2 separate regions of the Mus musculus genome follow, and region 2 is linked to region 1. A link is a contact called in public Hi-C data. All regions are on one chromosome and are shown on one strand. The core of a region is the stretch at or near the end of the contact, and the rest is flanking DNA. Distances in the headings are between cores, read along the strand shown.

What was found. Hi-C and Micro-C count contacts between places; a contact is called where the count stands out from the background.
Region 2: a Hi-C map of liver shows a contact between it and region 1, with 3 times the contacts expected there. The contact joins two enhancer-like sites. A contact is called at or near these places in 2 of 484 Hi-C or Micro-C datasets (both in liver) and 1 of 9 other capture datasets (macrophages).

What each region holds. Positions count from the first base shown.
Region 1 is chr1:153,677,939-153,681,790 of GRCm38.p6, reverse strand. The region is part of intron 5 of Rgs8 (regulator of G-protein signaling 8); the gene reads right to left. Among named protein-coding and RNA genes, the nearest start is that of Rgs8, 27 kb to the right of the region's middle. Within about 2 kb of position 2,545, at least 52 of the 459 cell types and tissues checked have an H3K27ac peak or open chromatin away from gene starts, as enhancers often do. A contact at or near this core is called in liver, where this site is marked.
Region 2 is chr1:154,149,028-154,152,660 of GRCm38.p6, reverse strand. No RefSeq gene overlaps it. Among named protein-coding and RNA genes, the nearest start is that of Zfp648, 50 kb to the left of the region's middle. Within about 2 kb of position 2,135, at least 171 of the 459 cell types and tissues checked have an H3K27ac peak or open chromatin away from gene starts, as enhancers often do. A contact at or near this core is called in liver, where this site is marked.

The sequences.
Region 1 (3,852 bases), core at 1,296-3,795:
TGACAAGACGCCTGACCTGCAACTGCATTTGCACGCATGTGCTTGTGCATCTGCACATGTATGCACACAAACATACACACACACACACACACACACACACACATACACAGGGGCTCTGGTTTTGAATCCTATATGACCTTGGGAGAGTACTCTAACATCTTAAAGCCCAAGATGGAAATCTAACTTGTAAAAATGGAGACCATTCGGGAACTCACTGCGCTGTACGGATCAAGTGAAGCAATCTATGCAAAATTGCTTGGTACTCACTACGAGCAGTCAATAGTGCTAGTCGTAGGCTTGGTTTACAAAAGGAGTGTGAGATCTGAGCATAGAACTGCCTGTGGTCACTAAGCCAGTAAAAGGAGCAAAGGAGATTTGCCTACACATCTGGGTGATGTTAGAGCACGCCTGTCCTCTCTCCAATGACCACTTTCTTCAAAGAGGGGATGAATGTTAAACCCCGGTCAGGCAAACACACTGAGCATATGTGTGCCACAGCCCTGCAAAGGTGCCATTTGGCTCACAGGCTTGGGGCTGGTCCAGCTGGAGGACACCTCCCATCACCTTTTCTATGGTGAGAACTGAGGCTATTAGGAACCACCAAGAGCCTGGAATCTACCTAAATTCTTTCCATCCTGCAACCCCAACAGTCAGCCTACCACTAGTGGTTCTTTCATTGAGAGAAAACTAACTTGTCCTTCTCAGCATCCCATTGTACCTTCCTGGGCATCCTTTCCAGCCTTTAGCCAGGGACCACAAGCATCCTTGGAAATACACTGCTCTCTTCTAGGCATCAAATCGATTGGTTGCCTGCTGTTCAGGATGGGATGGGGAGTGGGGGTGGGGGTGGGGGTCGGCAAGGGCTAAACCCAGGCATTCACTCCACTTTGGAGTTGTCAGGGATTTCAAGGGAGCGTTTGAGGGGCCAAGAAAAGAGAAATAACGGCCCTGTTGCCATGGACTCTCCTGGTGTCTGGACCTGAGAAGCAAGAACAGACGGCAGCAAAGGCAGCCATCACAAAGGCCGGCAGATGCACCTGCCCTCATCCCTTCTCAACTCACCCACATTCTCTACCCAATCGCTCTCAGCCACAGCCTCCTCCCCCTACCCTTTTTATGCTCCCAGAACAGGTGTCACTGCAGGTAGGCCATGGAGGTTCACTGAGCAAAGAGACATTCCACCCAAGAACAACCGAAGTGAGTGGTGGGGGTGGGGGAGTTCTGGGGATGCAGGAAGCACCAATGCTTCAGAAGCTCCGCCTCCTTCTGCCAGCAGCCCCGCCTCTTCCTGCCAGTAGCAGATGGCAGGAGGCAACAGCATCCTCAGGACAGACCACTTGCTCCAAGCCTGGTCCGAGTCTCTTGCTGATGTGTCCCAGCAAGTGAATTACTGGGGATGGGGGACGGGGGGGGGGGGAGCAGGGACCTATTTTTTCTTCTCATTCACTTCTTTTCTCACCATCCTTCTCCCAGTAAGCTTTGCATTGGTTCCTCTGCATCTTCCCTACCCCTTGTCCTGTTTCTTGTCTTTTACCATTTTTCTCCCCTGTCATTCCACCATTCACTTTCCCTCCGGAGGACCCTCCTTCCTGCCTTCTGTTTGTCCACAAACCGTAATTGGTTCTAAATGCAGAGTGTTGATTTATCACTAAACAACTCAGCGGCATCTGCTGTTATCTCTAGGGGTGGCCATGTTTGCATTAGCAGTGCCGCCGAAGCTAGAGACCTGTGTACACTGCACACTAGGTGGGGAAGACTGGAGCTCTGATCCAGACCCCACTCTAGAACCTTACTCCTGAGCTCCCGCACATTTTGGGCAACATGACTCCAACCCCAGAAGCTATTGTGCCCTGGCTCTGACACACAGTATTTGGCATGAGCTAGTGTGTAGAGAGGTGTGGCCTCTCTGTTCTTTAGTCTCCTCCACAGGGTTAAGGGGACTGCAATGGGTTTACACACACACACACACACACACACACGTGACAGGCAGAGCCTGACTTATAAGCAGGGAATGCTGGATACTTGTTCATGACTGTTACTCTCATGTTCTAAGGGAATGCTGATCCATAACTGAATGTTTAATGCTAAATGCAGTCCTGGCAATCAAAGGCAGTGGACGGGCAGTGAACAGTTCAGAAAAAAACAGGAGAGGAGGAGGAGGAGGGAGGTGAGGGCTCTCTTCTAGTTGTTTTATTAGCATTTGACTTAGGCTTTCTTTGAATAACCCTCCCAGGAGTCAAGGCTCTGGAAACAGCACAAAGGTTTTGGGATGGGTGCCTTGCCAGCAGCAGGAAGGGACAGGCATGTACAGTTCAGGATTCCTGGAACAGTGGGCAGGATATTGGCGTCCTTTCGAACAGCCACAGAACCTCCAAGAACATGCCGTGGCCGCACATGCTGCCGGCTGCTGGCTGGCTCCCTCTGATTCTTTCCTGCGGCGTGCTTACATAAGGGGAGAAATTGGGTCACTATGAATGAGCGGTGCAGCGGGTACAGCAGGGAGGGTGGCTTAGGTAACAGTTCAAGGTCCAGCAGCCCCGATTTAGCTGGCAGCAAGGGTGGACTTGAGCCTCCATCAGTTCCCAGGCTCAGGAAAACACAAAACAAACAAGGGGGGAAAACTATTTTTAAACACTGTGTTTACCAAAGTACTCTCTCAAAACCCAGCGTCCTCTTGCATTCCTGATCAATGGGAGAAAACAGTCCATTGAATAGAATCCAAAGTCAAGCCGAGGATAGGAGCCGGAAAATGTGTTTATACAAGCTAAGGTGCATAAGCTACTGGAGAAGACAAAACCTGTTTCCCTCGGAACCAAGCCGCTGGTTTAAATTTTGCAGTGAGAATCACGTCAGGGTCAGAAAATCTTCCTCTGTGTCATCTGTGAGGCAAAGGTTTTGAAGTAAATGACTGTGGCTAATCAAGATTCATGTATGGATTTTACTTAGGGAACAAACTATTGCCAGTTATGAGATCTGCTGGCAAGCAATTGGGATGCTAATTATAATTTCACACTTATGATTACTGGTTTTCTTAAATGATCTCTGGTATATATCACCTGTGTGTGTGTGTGTGTGTGTGTGTGTGTGTGTGTGTGTGTGTGTGTGTGTGTGTGTGTGTGTTAGGATGACAGTATATCAGGCTTCTTCCTCTTCCTAAGATACAGAAGCAGAAGAAAGGCCATACAGAGCTTACAGCTGCTACCCCAATAAAAAAGTACTAAAGGCCAGGTGGTGGTTGCCCATGCCTTTAATGCCAGCAGTCGGGACAGAGAGATCTCTGTGAGCCCAAGAACAGAGTGAGTTAGAGGACAGCCTGGGCTACGCAGTGGATCACTGTCTCAAAGAACAAAACTAAACAACAAGAACCAAAAAAAAAAAAAGTACTGTAAAGCTCACAGATGCTAGTCTGTAGCCTAAAAAAAAATCTCCACATTCAGTATCAAAGAGTAGTTCTCAGATGCATTTTATGGAAGAATACTGCTGGGACCCTCAACCAAGGGAACATACCAGATTTTACCTCCTGGGCTTGTAAAAACTCCACTCCCAGCAGGGTTCTCTCACATTCATTAGGGAAGGTGGGTAGGAAGACAAGAGGGAATCACAAAAGCTCAGGAGAGCTGAGTAAAAAGAAACATCAAGTCACTCTGGGAAGTCTCCCTCTGATCTGCTGCCTCAAGCTGTCCACGGGATCAGTACGCCTTCCATTAGCACAGGCACACAGGACTCACAAAATGCGTATTTTCTCAGTAAGCCAATGTATTATAGCAAAAAATAATCAGACAGCTATCCTTTATCAGGCCTTCTGTGTACCAGGTCACCTCTTTTAGCATTTGGGGAACAGCAACTGTGTTG
Region 2 (3,633 bases), core at 886-3,385, 470 kb before region 1:
ACAGCAAGAGGGCAGGAGGCCAGCACCCCTCCAGGGGCAAAAAGAAAGGTGCTCAGAACTTCTCAGTCTCCTGATCCCATCCAGGTCCAAATGTTAGTGTAGAAACACAGAAAACCATAAGGGAATGACCATCCTGGAAGCCAGTGGAGGCTGCATAAGCTCATCACCACGGAGGCCTCTATCTTCCAAGAGCAGGGAATTTTTACCTCTCCAAAAGACGAGGGCAAGGCAGAATAAGAAAGCCCAAACTCTACTGCGTTCTGAAGTAGCCTTTATTTCCCAGCTTCAGGCCACCTTGAGGAACAGTGAGGACAGTTTCCTTGAGTAGGGCATCAGGGTCTGAGGTGGCGTCTCCAATTTAGAAGCGGCCATGGGAGGGCAGCTCCTCCACAGCATTGTAATATGCCATAAAGTATTTGAATAAAGTCATTCTCAGGCAGCAGACAAGTGGGTCTCTCACTGCCATGTCACCTATGGGGAACTCCTGCAAACATCTGCTCTTATGTGGACTTAGAGAGCCGGGAGGCCTTCTACAGTTTAGGACCTAGAGAAGACAATTTCTTCTTTCTGTTTTAGCATGTTCAGAATGCCTGTCCTTAGGACATGATCTTTCTGGCCATCTTCCTAGGAGCAGGGTTTTGGATTAGTCATTAGATCTGGCACTTTAGCCATCCATGGAGAATGAGAGTGAATTGAACAGCTATGTAGGTATCCTGGTTTGTGAGTGCCCCCCACCCCCGCCTCCTGTATTATCGAGAAAGGCAAGGGCCAGGAGTAAAGCCTGAGTCCAAAGATTTAAGATCCTAGCTAATAGACTGTTCTCAGCAATGGAGACTCTCCTACTCACCCTTTCCAGGCTGGAACAGATGAAGGTGAATATGGTCAGCCATCAGCCAACGTCGGAATGGGACCCCTTAGAGCCTGTGCATTATAAAGTGATGCAGGAAAAAAAGGAGCTCAAGACAGTCCAGTTATGCAGCGAGGTTCAAGCTACAGCACAGGTCTTATGGCCTCTGATCAGAGTTAAACCCAACTCCAAGGTCCAAGTCCCAACATATGAGCCCAGACTCTGGGGTACCACCAGTTATGATCGCAAAAAGGAGAGTAATGAAAACCCGTGTCATCTAGGTTTGAATGCCTATGTCCTGCATAAACACCATCAACACTGGTGGGACTGGGAGCTGGTTTCAGATGCAATGGCAATACTTCTGGAAATGCTGAAAATAAAGGCTAAAAGGATGGCTTAGCATTTAAAATTCTTGCCATGCAAGCATGAAGATTGAAGTTTGGATTCCCAGAACCGGCACAAAGTCTGGATGAGGGTGGCCACCCCCCTGTTGTAATCCCAGTGATCAGAAATTGGAGACAGGGGTTCTCTGGAGCAAGGTGACTAGCCAGAGTAGTTACATGTGTGAGTTCTGGGTTCAACTGCAAGACTTTGTCTCGATATATAGAGTGGAGAGAAAGAGAAAGGTACCGGCTATCAACCTAGGGAAGCCACACTATGCAAAAACAAGTACATACTTGCATACATGAATACGTATGCTTAAAGAACGTGGGCACAGCTAATATTTCAGCTTGAATTTTCCTGTGTGCCTACTGCAGACATCTGCATTACAATAGAGAGAGAGAGAGAGAGAGAGAGAGAGAGAGAGAGACCTAAGAAACTGAAGTGCTGAGAAACCAACAAATTTAACCGAGTCATGGACATGCTGGAAGTAAAGTTCTTCGGCATCAAATTTGGTGCCTTTGGCTGTGGGGCATATCTAGGATCCCTAAATAAGTTTTTGGTTATCAGAGCAGATCGGTCAGTCCCTCTCCAGGCAGGAGGTCATCTGGGGGCTCCAGGAGTTCAGCTCTAGTGTCTAAACAGCCAAAGTGAATTATTCACTTAGGAGGCTGAAAAACAACCCCTGGGTTGTGAAACGAAGCTTTCCAGAGTTAAATGTCTTAGTCACTTGGAATCTGACCAAAGTCAACTCTTGGCCCTGACCCACCCATATGTCTGTGCTGGAAGGGAGCAGAGACAGGGAAACCCCAAAACAAATATGAAAATGGCTTGTCAGCGCAGGATGGGCAAAGTTCTCAAGGGGCAGGTGTGCTCCAGGTGAGGCAGGGTTTCTGGCAGCTTAGCTGATAAGCAGGTCACAGAAGGGCTGTCAGCAGCATTGTTTGGTTCCAGGCCTGAACGGGTCTGTGGCTTACATAACAGCTTGGCAGGCAGATGCAGCCAGGCAGAAGCGCACGGTTTTCCAGCAGCCCGTAATCATCTTTGATTCTCTGTCTGCTCAGCAGCTTCCATGTGCTGGGGGAGGCAGCTGTGCAGAGTGGGCAGGGCAGGATTCCAGCACACTGCAGTCTTCTGTCTCCTCTAGCAGAACAAACAGCCAGGGAATCATCAACCGCCACCCAGCAGGGCTGGGGCGGTCTGAGGGAGGAGCTGTTGTCAAGCCTGGTCCAGGCCTGTGGGCAGAGATTAGCCTACAGGTGAACACCAGAGCTGTCAGAAGTGTGTGTGTGTATTGGGGGAGGGGTGCCCTGACACCTGACACTCTTTGCCACCTTGTCTTGTCTGTGGGAACAGAGACATTCCCTCTTTTAAATACAGAGATCTCAGAATTCAATGTCATGTCCATCACAAAAGGCAATTGGGGAAGGGGCTCTATGTCTTACTAAATAATACTGCCTGCCTTCTCCTCTATACAGGTACCAGTCTGATCCTGCTGAGTCCTAGGCATGTGGTGGTGAGAAGGAGAACTTCAGACAGTGGTGCATCACTTGGCTGAAAACACAAATCTGCATCTCTCTCTCTCTCTTTCTCTCTTTCTCTCTTTCTCTCTTTCTCTCTCTCTCTCTCTCTCTCTCTCTCTCTCTCTCTCTCTCTCTCTCTCTCTCTCTTTCTCTCTCTCTCTCTCTCTCTCCCTCCCTCTGCCTTAATCCTAACTTGTTCTAGCTGACTAGCAGCAGCTGGTGTTCCTGTTAAAATGACTCCTACTCTCTACTGGCTGTAGATCTCACTCCCCCTGTGGTCTTCCACCTCAAATCTCCTCGGGCACTCACTCTGCTTGTCTGGTTCTTGAAGAACCAGGGATTGGGATGAAGTCCCTGCTCCATCTGAGTGGTACCCTTCTGGGAGTGATCCACCTACCCTGGTGAGTTAGTAGAAGCTAGGTAGTAACTATGAAAGAAATATGAAAGAGATACAGTTTCTATCAGCAGAAACAGGAAGGTCTTTGGATGGGGGCTCCATCCATTTATTCGTTCAACAGTTTCCCTCAGAGGTCTCGCCTTAGAGGTCAAACTAATGCTGGCGATTTTATCAGGAATGCAGCACTGGTCATAGGGCTTTCAGTCCTGGTACCGAGCGCTTCTGTTCTACATGTATTTAGATTAATGAATAATTGTGCACGCGAACTGTTGATCTTGGCAGTGCTGTGCAATTACCAAACACGCCCACACCCTCATCTATCTACTGACTGGACACACTTTGTTTTGCAAGTGATTTATGTGACCTTGCGTGGTGTTGTGCTCAGATGTTCCTGAATGTTCTGACTCCTTCTGACCCCTAGCCTGCACCTCATGCCGCAACCCCTTGACGACGCCATGCCACACAGATGATCTCTCTGTATTTAC